2 separate regions of the Rattus norvegicus genome follow, and region 2 is linked to region 1. The links are chromatin contacts, called in public Hi-C maps. All regions are on one chromosome and are shown on one strand. The core of a region is the stretch at or near the end of the contact, and the rest is flanking DNA. Distances in the headings are between cores, read along the strand shown. Region 1 has its middle 98 kb from the start of Mir148a. Region 2 holds the start of Hoxa7 (homeobox A7).

Evidence for each region. Hi-C and Micro-C count contacts between places; a contact is called where the count stands out from the background.
Region 2: a Hi-C map of kidney shows a contact between it and region 1, with 9 times the contacts expected there. The contact joins the promoter of Hoxa7 here to the enhancer-like site in region 1. A contact is called at or near these places in 4 of 12 Hi-C or Micro-C datasets (hepatocytes, kidney, liver and 1 more).

Annotation. Positions count from the first base shown.
Region 1 is chr4:81,564,782-81,568,996 of GRCr8, forward strand. No RefSeq gene overlaps it. Among named protein-coding and RNA genes, the nearest start is that of Mir148a, 98 kb to the right of the region's middle. Within about 2 kb of position 1,805, at least 24 of the 93 cell types and tissues checked have an H3K27ac peak or open chromatin away from gene starts, as enhancers often do. A contact at or near this core is called in kidney, where this site is marked.
Region 2 is chr4:82,646,061-82,650,245 of GRCr8, forward strand. It overlaps Hoxa7 (homeobox A7), which reads right to left and starts at 2,181. Exons shown (of 2, transcript NM_001109233.2): 1 at 1,706-2,181; 2 at 282-715. The coding sequence starts at 2,081. The coding sequence ends at 402.

The DNA.
Region 1 (4,215 bases), core at 555-3,054:
TGTATTTATTTACTGTGCATTCACAGACAGAAATGCTTTTGTTAGAATATTTATACACACACATACACAACACACACAAATTTTTAATGAAAAAAGACATTTGCAGGGCCTGTGAAGAAGTCATGGCCATTTTTTTTTTAATTTAGAAATTCGTAAAACTCAAGCCCTTCATTCTCAGGTCTTCCAGGGGTATTGTAGTTTAAAATATGTGCAGATTCATAGGATGTTTATTATTGCCCTAAAATATGTGCAAGAAGGAATCCATGGCCTAAGTAGGGAGCAAATCTGGGGCCTCTCGCTCCCAAACGTTGGAATTTGGATGGAAGCGGGCAGCGGCCCAGCACTGCAGCTGCAGGCGCGGTCCTCGCCTCTCAAGAATTTTGTAGCAGGCGTTAGCAAGCATCTACACAAACCGGGTTTATTTTCCATTCAGTAGGCAACGGACTTGTCCTTCCGCGACTTTGATTTTTGTTTTATTTTTTGTTGTCTTTTTTTGTTTGTTTGTTTGGTTGGTTGGTTTGGTTTGTTTTCTGTCGCTATTTTTGGTGGCTGCATTTATCTAATTTTCTTTACTTTTTTTCTTTTCTTTCTGTCTTTCTCTCTCTCTTTCTTTCTTTCTTTCTTTCTTTCTTTCTTTCTTTCTTTCTTTCTTTCTTTCTTTTCTTTCTTTCTCCTTCCATCCAAGCAATCTTACGGTGTGTCTTTTTCTCTGGCCTCTTCGATTACAAGTCGCTTAGAGAGCTGTGGCAGCTGTGTTGTGAGAAAGTCACACAGGGCTGGGGTGGTGCTGGGTAGAAGTGGAGTGCCTAGGACATTACCTGAGGTTACTGGTGGCTTGTATTGTGTTCTTTTCCGGGAATGCACAAATAACAGGGTCTAAAAGTAAACTTCTAGAAATTTTAAGTGGATTCCTACAGGAAAGCAAGCCTATTTACCCCCTCCCCAGAGTTACCCTCCTCAGTGAATCCCTTTCAAGCCCTCCGAGAGGATCTGTGGCGGAAGAGTGACAACAACCTGACTCAGCGGGAAATGCCTGCAGTCTGAACTGCCCCCACCTAGCCTGCTGGAGCAGCCAGAGTGCCAGCACCCACCACCTCACCACACACGGTCTCTTTCACCTTCGCTCTCTCCTTTCTCCTTACACCTCTTTCTCTCTTTCTTTCCCCTCTCCCTTTCTTTCTCTCTCATCTTCTCTGCCCTCCTCCCTCTCCCTCTTTCTTTTTTCTGTGTCTCTGTGTCTCTATCTCTCGCTGTCTCTGACTCCCTCACTCATCCACGCACGCGCACTTGTTTTCCCCTGGTTGTCAATCACACCCGCACAACCTAGGACGCTTGCGCACTGAAAAATATCCAGCCCCCACCAACCCCACGCCCTTTCTATGCGTCACCCTGCCATATTGACCAATAAGAGCACGGATCTGGGGGCGGACTTCAAGAAAGAAGCCAATGAGAGGGCGATTGGAAGCTAAGGCTCAAGCGAAGTAAATCCTTCGAGGTCCGCTTTGAGTCGCTCCCGCGATGATTTATGCGCCCCTTTTATTATTTGTAACACTTTGGGAAGTTATTAAGAGGAAGATCTACTGCTTCCTCTTTTGGGGGTGGAACTGGATAGTAATATTTGTCACTGGCGGGTATTAGGGTAGAGTGGTGCGAGGTGGAAGGCGGTCGGATGCTGGTTTGTTTTTGTGGGTACTGTTTTTCATTACACGACAGATTACCCCTTTTCATTACAAGCTGTAGACAGGGCCAACTTCGAAGGTCTTCTTGGCTGAATGATCTTGGATTACTCAGAGAGCTGAAACCTGATGCCTTCTGACTTTCCTGTCTATACCCCCGGCACTGGAAGGAGACTTTTGGGGAAGATGTTGTAACCTCTGGTTGCAAGAGAAGTAAATAGACTCCCCTCACTCAGGTCCCCTCCGGAGCACCGAGCAAACCTCCTCGTGCTTTTCCCGCCTGGATGCTCATTAAGAGTTAGTTGACTCTGAGGCGGATGCAATAAAACGTTTGGGTTTCAGGACCCCAAACAAACTTGGTTTCTGTTTTACTCTCAGCCGGACCACACCCCCCAAGGAAATTGCCTTTTCAACAGGCGCCTTTCGGGAACTGCGGGAGACTGTTCCGCCCGAAGCCTGGATGCCGGGGATGGGGGGGGGGCGTAGGGGGAGGATAAAGGACGGCAGGGAAAGAGTACCGCAAGGTCCGGGGTCCCCGGAAGACTAGCGAACTAGGAGGACCATCCGGGAATCCGCAGGACCTGGGGATGTGATGAGCTAAGCGAAGTTAGCACTCACCAGAAACGACAGCAAACTACCTCCACCTAACCTGCTTCCTGGGAAGGCCAGTCTCGGTGGGCGAACTAGACAAAGGGCTTTGGATGGAAAGAAAGTGCCAAAGAAAAAGAAAAGTTACAGATTTGCTACCTCTGATCTCCCAAACAGAAAATGTTCAAACCTTAAACACTATTCCCAGAGGACAGGGATGGGGGAAGGGTCTTTCCTTCTGTTTCTAGATCACTGACAGAAACACGGTAGCTAGGGTCAAGAGATTTCTATTTGAAATTAAGAGAAACAGTGCAAAGGAGCTTGCTAGGGCTGAGGAGCGGGGAGAAGAGATAACTAGAGGAGGAGAAGGTTAGAAGGAACAGGGAACTGTTTGATCATGGGAGTGGACAGAAGGAAAACAAAACGAAGAGCTTCAAAGCTTGGGGCCTAATCCTCCTCAGGTTAATTTCTGCTTCCTAAAACGTTGATAAGCATCATAAATCACCCGCCCAACCCCCACCTCGCTGATCTTGCCCGGAGGGTTCCCTTCCCCCCCTCCCCGGCCTGCCCCCAGGGGCTCCATGAGTCTCCAGTACACAGGCACAGGCCTCCAGGGTGGGAGACGTTCCTGGGTTTGGGCTGCTGGCTGGGCGCATGGGAATCTGCAGACAGAAAGGTGCTGGGAGAGGTGTGGGCCTGACCTTGGAGGAAGTGAGTGGAGTGCTGATGGAGTCTGCCTGACCCTGGGGGTTGTCTGTCTGGCGCGCTGTTTGAAGAAGGTTACAGCTTGTTTAAAGATTTGCAAAACTCTGAGGAGCCGCAAAGATTAGAGAGGCCAGCCTGAGATTTGTCAAATGACTTCCGGTAGTAGAGCCGGGTTTAAACCCAGACGGGTTTGCATCCTCTGATGGTGAATTCTGGACCTGGGCCACTGTGCAGGACTGGCCAGGCGCGCGAGGAAGAACAAGGAAGCGTTGGGGCCAGAAAAGGGTCTGCCTCAGGTCCCCAGGGGCCCCACTTTAAGGCCTAGTCTTAGCGACGTGACAGTAAATGTCAAGTCAAAATCTCTCCACAGGCCTTTCTGAGCGGAGCGCCTCCCCTCGCGCCCGTGCCCCCGCCGGCGCGCACGTGAACCAAATACCTTGAAATTGATAGATGCCAGGGATACTGTCCCTGAATTCCCCGGGATTAGCCTTCCTTGGTTGAGGAGAAAGCCAGGGCCTCGATGTACTATCTGGGGAAAGCTAAAGGTGTTTTTATCCTTACTAAGCACTGGTGTTCACAGCGGGCATATTGATTAAATAAAATGTTAAAATAAAATAAAACAAGACTAAACAAAATGTTAAGTGAAACAAAACATGCCAAAAGCCTGAGACACCACAGGGTGGGGGGTGAGAGTGACAGCTCATGCCTACAGTCCTGGCACTCTGGAAGCAAAAGTTCAGGGACAACCCGGGCTACATAACAAGAATAAATAAATATTTAGAGGAAGAAAAGAAAGAAAGAAAAAGAGAGCTGAGACAAATTGAGTGATGGGGTGCATCAAAACTTATGGGGTGCTTGGGGTTCTTGTGGTCTTGAAAGAGAGGACACAAATCTAATTTCTTCCTTCTATGAATGACTGCATCCCTAGACACACCTCAGGTGTGCAAATCAGATAGTTCCCTAAGCTTAATGCAGGCACCAGTGAACCTCTCTGATTAACAAAGATTCTACAGCAGTGAGCCCACCGGGCCAAAAGAAATATCTAAAGGACCAAGAAAACCCGAAATGGAGGGGGGCAGGAGGGAGATCCATTACTGAACCTCAGTGAGGTCCCTCCTTTGCCCTGGAAAATTGGGCGTGGGGGGGAGTGTGCAAATGTCCCTGAATATTATCAGATACTAAGATACACATCCAAAAATTTTTTTAAAAAAGACAAAGAAAGATCAAAGCATTTGTTATCTCAGAT
Region 2 (4,185 bases), core at 931-3,430, 1.1 Mb after region 1:
GCAGGTGCTGGGTGTCTGCCAGTGTTGGGACGTGGAGGGGTTTCTTGGGAGTGGTGGCCCACTGGGGCTGGGCCCATAGGTAGTTTGGGATGGTCTCTCAAAGAGGCCTGTGCTAGGTAGTATTTTAGCTGTGCCTGTGCACAACACTGGCCCAGGATTGGGGGTATCTACTGGGTTCCTCAGAGGCAGAGAGGGTCCCCAAGGTGATCTAATTTCCCTGGGAGCTAGAGTGGGTGATTGGATGGAATGAGGGTGGAGACTGAGTCCCTCTTTTTCTTTCCCTTTTTTTCTTTTTTTTTTTTTACACTTTATTTCCCCCCATTTTCGTAACTAAAATCAACGAGTCTCTTAAAGACGCTTTTCCAACTGTCCTGTGTAGCCAGGGTCTTGTGCCTGGCCCTTTACTCCTCTTCCTCCTCTTCCTCCTCCTCTTCCTCCTCCTCTTCCTCATCGGCCTTGTCAGCAGCCGTGGAAACGGAGGGCACCGCGTCTTCTGGAACTGCAGTGGGAGCCTGGCTCTCATCTTTATGCTCTTTCTTCCACTTCATGCGCCGATTCTGGAACCAGATCTTGATCTGGCGCTCGGTGAGGCAGAGCGCGTGAGCGATCTCGATGCGGCGGCGCCGCGTCAGGTAGCGGTTGAAGTGGAATTCCTTCTCCAGCTCCAGCGTCTGGTAGCGAGTGTAGGTCTGGCGTCCCCGCTTCCTATCGGGTCCTAGGAGCAGAAATTTGGACATAGAGATAAACAAACAGACAAGCAGCCGGTGGACAGAAGAGCGCTTTAGTCAGGCCAGCAGTCCAAGAGCCTGCCCTTCCCACCTTGTCTAAGTCCAGGTGCCACCCTCAACACCCTCGATTGAGCTGGGGGAGGAAAATTGTCAGCGGAAGGCCCCAGCGCCAGACAAACAAGATCGTCTGTGAAAAGCCTTAGGGCAGAATTCCAACTTTACAACTGGCTTTTCCAGCCGGCTACGTTTCCACAATGTCCTGCTTCCCCCCTGACAAAGGGAAATTGTAAATACAGAGTGTGGCAAGTGGGAGACTCGGGCACTTTTGCCATTCAAAGACAAGACTAGCCGCTCCCCAGCCTTGCTATCCCAGTGGACGACCCTCCTCAGAAGCCCCATCCACAAGACCTTCCTGTGGCATTCCCACCCTCTGTCCCATTGGCTTCAGCCCCTTTCTAGAAATGGCCTCTGGTACAGGGGTGGGTGAGGGATCCTGGAGATCTCAGAACTCCTTGCCTTTGAGAAAGAAAGCCAGGCCCAAGGAAGAGGAGGAGGGGGAGAGAACTGGAATCAAGGAAGGGATAGGGGACTGTAAAGAAGGGGATAGAAAGAAAAGCTGAGGGAAAGGAAAAGAGAGGGAAAAGAAGAGGGGGTGAGGTGGGAGAAAGAGAATATGAGAATAGTGGAGAAACTTATTGTGAAAATTCCAAGGCAAATGGAGTTAAATAAATTTACGAGGATCGAACCCATTAATTGGGCCATAAAAAGTTTTATGAGCCTCATTTACATACAATGCTACGGGTCTCTCCACGCAATGGTGCCTCAGCTCTAATTAAAACCAGAAAGGCAGCGCCACCGGGACTTGCGGGGGGGATCGCCGGCTGGAAGCCGCTGGGCTGGGCTCTCTCAGTCCCCCGCGCCCTGCTCCCGCCCTGCCGCTCCTCCCGCACGGCGACCCCGCCGGCCGCTGCGCCTACCTGAACTGCGCATCCAGGGGTAGATGCGGAAACTGGCCTCGGCCGGGCCGTGCAGCACGCCCTCGTCCGCCTTGTCGCAGGCGCCTTTGGCGAGGTCACTGCAGAGCCCGGGGATGTTTTGGTCGTAGGAGGCGCAGGGCAGGTTGTAGGCGTCGGCTCCCAGACCGTAGCTGGAGGCGAAGGGGTTCTGATAGAGGGGGCTGTTGACATTGTATAAGCCCGGCACGTTGGAGGCGAAGGCGCCGGCGCCCGGCCCGTAGCCGCTTCTCTGCGAGTTGGGTGCAAAGGAGCAAGAAGTCGGCTCGGCATTTTGGAAGAGAGAAGCCCCCGCCGTATATTTGCTAAAAAGCGCGTTCACATAATACGAAGAACTCATAATTTTGACCTGTGATTTGTTGTCCGGCAGCTTTCAGTGTCGGTTTTACGAGGTAGCGTGATATATGATAACATTACACCCCCAGATTTACACCAAACCCCATTTTCTTTTGGACGGAGCTCGCCGCGGCACGTGACCGCCCACATGACCGCCTCCGCCAATCTCAGCAGCCCTCACAGGTGGTCTCGCGCCACGGGCCGGCGGCCGCCTAGAATGGAGAGGAAGAGGCTCAAATACGCGGCCTGCACCCGGCCGGCCCCGGGCGCCCGACGCAATCAGACCTCTAGGCTCCGGGAGAGCCCCATCCCAGACGCCGAAGCCTAGCGGCAGGGTTCGCCCCCGACAACCTCACACCTATTCCTGAACCCCAGATCCAGTGTGTGGATCCCCCCAACCCCCGTCCGGGTCCTCTCTGAGGATCCAAGACCCTGCAGGGTCGCCCGCAACCTGTCCGCCTAAAGCTGGTCTAGAGAGAAAGAGCCAGTCTTTGCCCATCTTTGTCTATGGGCAGGAGGACGTTTGAGAGCGGATTTGATGCCCCAGCGCAAACTCTGCAGGCGCGGCGTCTCCTCTAGCCGAGCACAAACTGGAACCATGTGGTTCGAATAAAGTCAATGTCTCCCAGCTTCCTTTCTTTAATCGGCGGCGCACTGTTTATCTGCCCTAAAGGAAGCAGTGAAATATTTATCTATTAATGAGCCTCATTTGCCAACAGATTTACTAACATGGGATTCCCTTTTCTCCTCCCGGACACTGCGGCCCTGGCAGTCTCTCTGCATTCGCTCCTGGGCACCTGGCTGGCTGGCAACAACTCCATAGATGGCTCAACACCCGCTTTGTCCTTCCCACAACCCCTGGCTACCCCCTGGATGACAAGAAACTGGGAGTTTGGGAGAAATTCGGCTCCACAAAATTTTAAACACCTACTTCATACTGGGAGGCTCCTGGCAGCTCTCAGCACAGCTTTCCCTGGGCTGTGGGCTGTTAACAGTTGGTAAAACCTGGTTTTAGAGCAGGTTTAGAGAGCAGAGAGGTGATCTCAGAGACTGGGTGCTGTAGCCCACCGTGGAACCCCAGTTCTTTATAAAGGCGACAATAAAATCAAACAAGGAAGTCCTTTCAAGGGCCACCCAGATCCCGCGCCTTCACCTTTCTAAGCACCGTGCTTTCTAAGCACAAACACAGTCTCATTCTCTCCAAATACTCAGCACCCTGGGGGCTTACCTTGCTGGACTTCAGACCCCCCTCCGCCTGTATTGATAGGTCGGATGGAGGCTCTGCTGCCCGGCATTCTCTAGAGGATATTTGGGTGAACCCTTTCCCTAAACGCCTCATAAACTTCCGGGGCCCTGCTGGAAGACTGGCCACCTTTTACTGCCCAGCTCGATTGCACATCATAAAGCCGACTTCACAATGGAATTGCCCCGGAAATTCTCCTCTAAATTATAGAGTTTGTTCCTGGTGTACAAAGCACTTTCTTATCACTTTCAGTGGGTCCAGGCTGCCTCCACCCACCCCACCCCCGTTTACCGCATCCTCTCAGGGGGTCTTGGGAGCACAAAAGACAGAAGGATGTTCAAATCCCGCTGAAACGGAGCCTCGGCTCTTACCTAGTAAAGGGCTCAGGCTTTGGCGGGGAGGAGGGCAGGTGGGAGATGGGCTATCTCCCCTGAAACATAAGGACCCTGAGGCGGCAATATCCGGGATCCCCTTTATGGTGGATTGGGATGGCAAACAGAGGAGGTAGAACAGGAAAGGGGGAAAAAATCGAAATAACAGCGTCTTCTAAAAGAGAAATAAAAGTCTAAAATAGCTAAAAGAAGAAGCAAACAAAAAGAAGTGTAGGAGATCAAAGAGGCGAAATTAGACGGCTTTAGACTAATAAATTGTTCCTGGGGTGACACTGAGCGAGGCGCAAAGTGAAAGGCTAGTCAGGCCGAGGCCGTCTGTCTAGACTCAGGCGACTGGAGCAGCCATAGCTACTGTGTTTAAAATGGAACTTTTCTTTAGGAGACCTGACAACCAGAGTGTGGAGCAAGTTAGGTCAAGCAGGAAAAACATCACACTAACAGGCCTAGGAAGGTCGTCTGAATGGCCACGCATG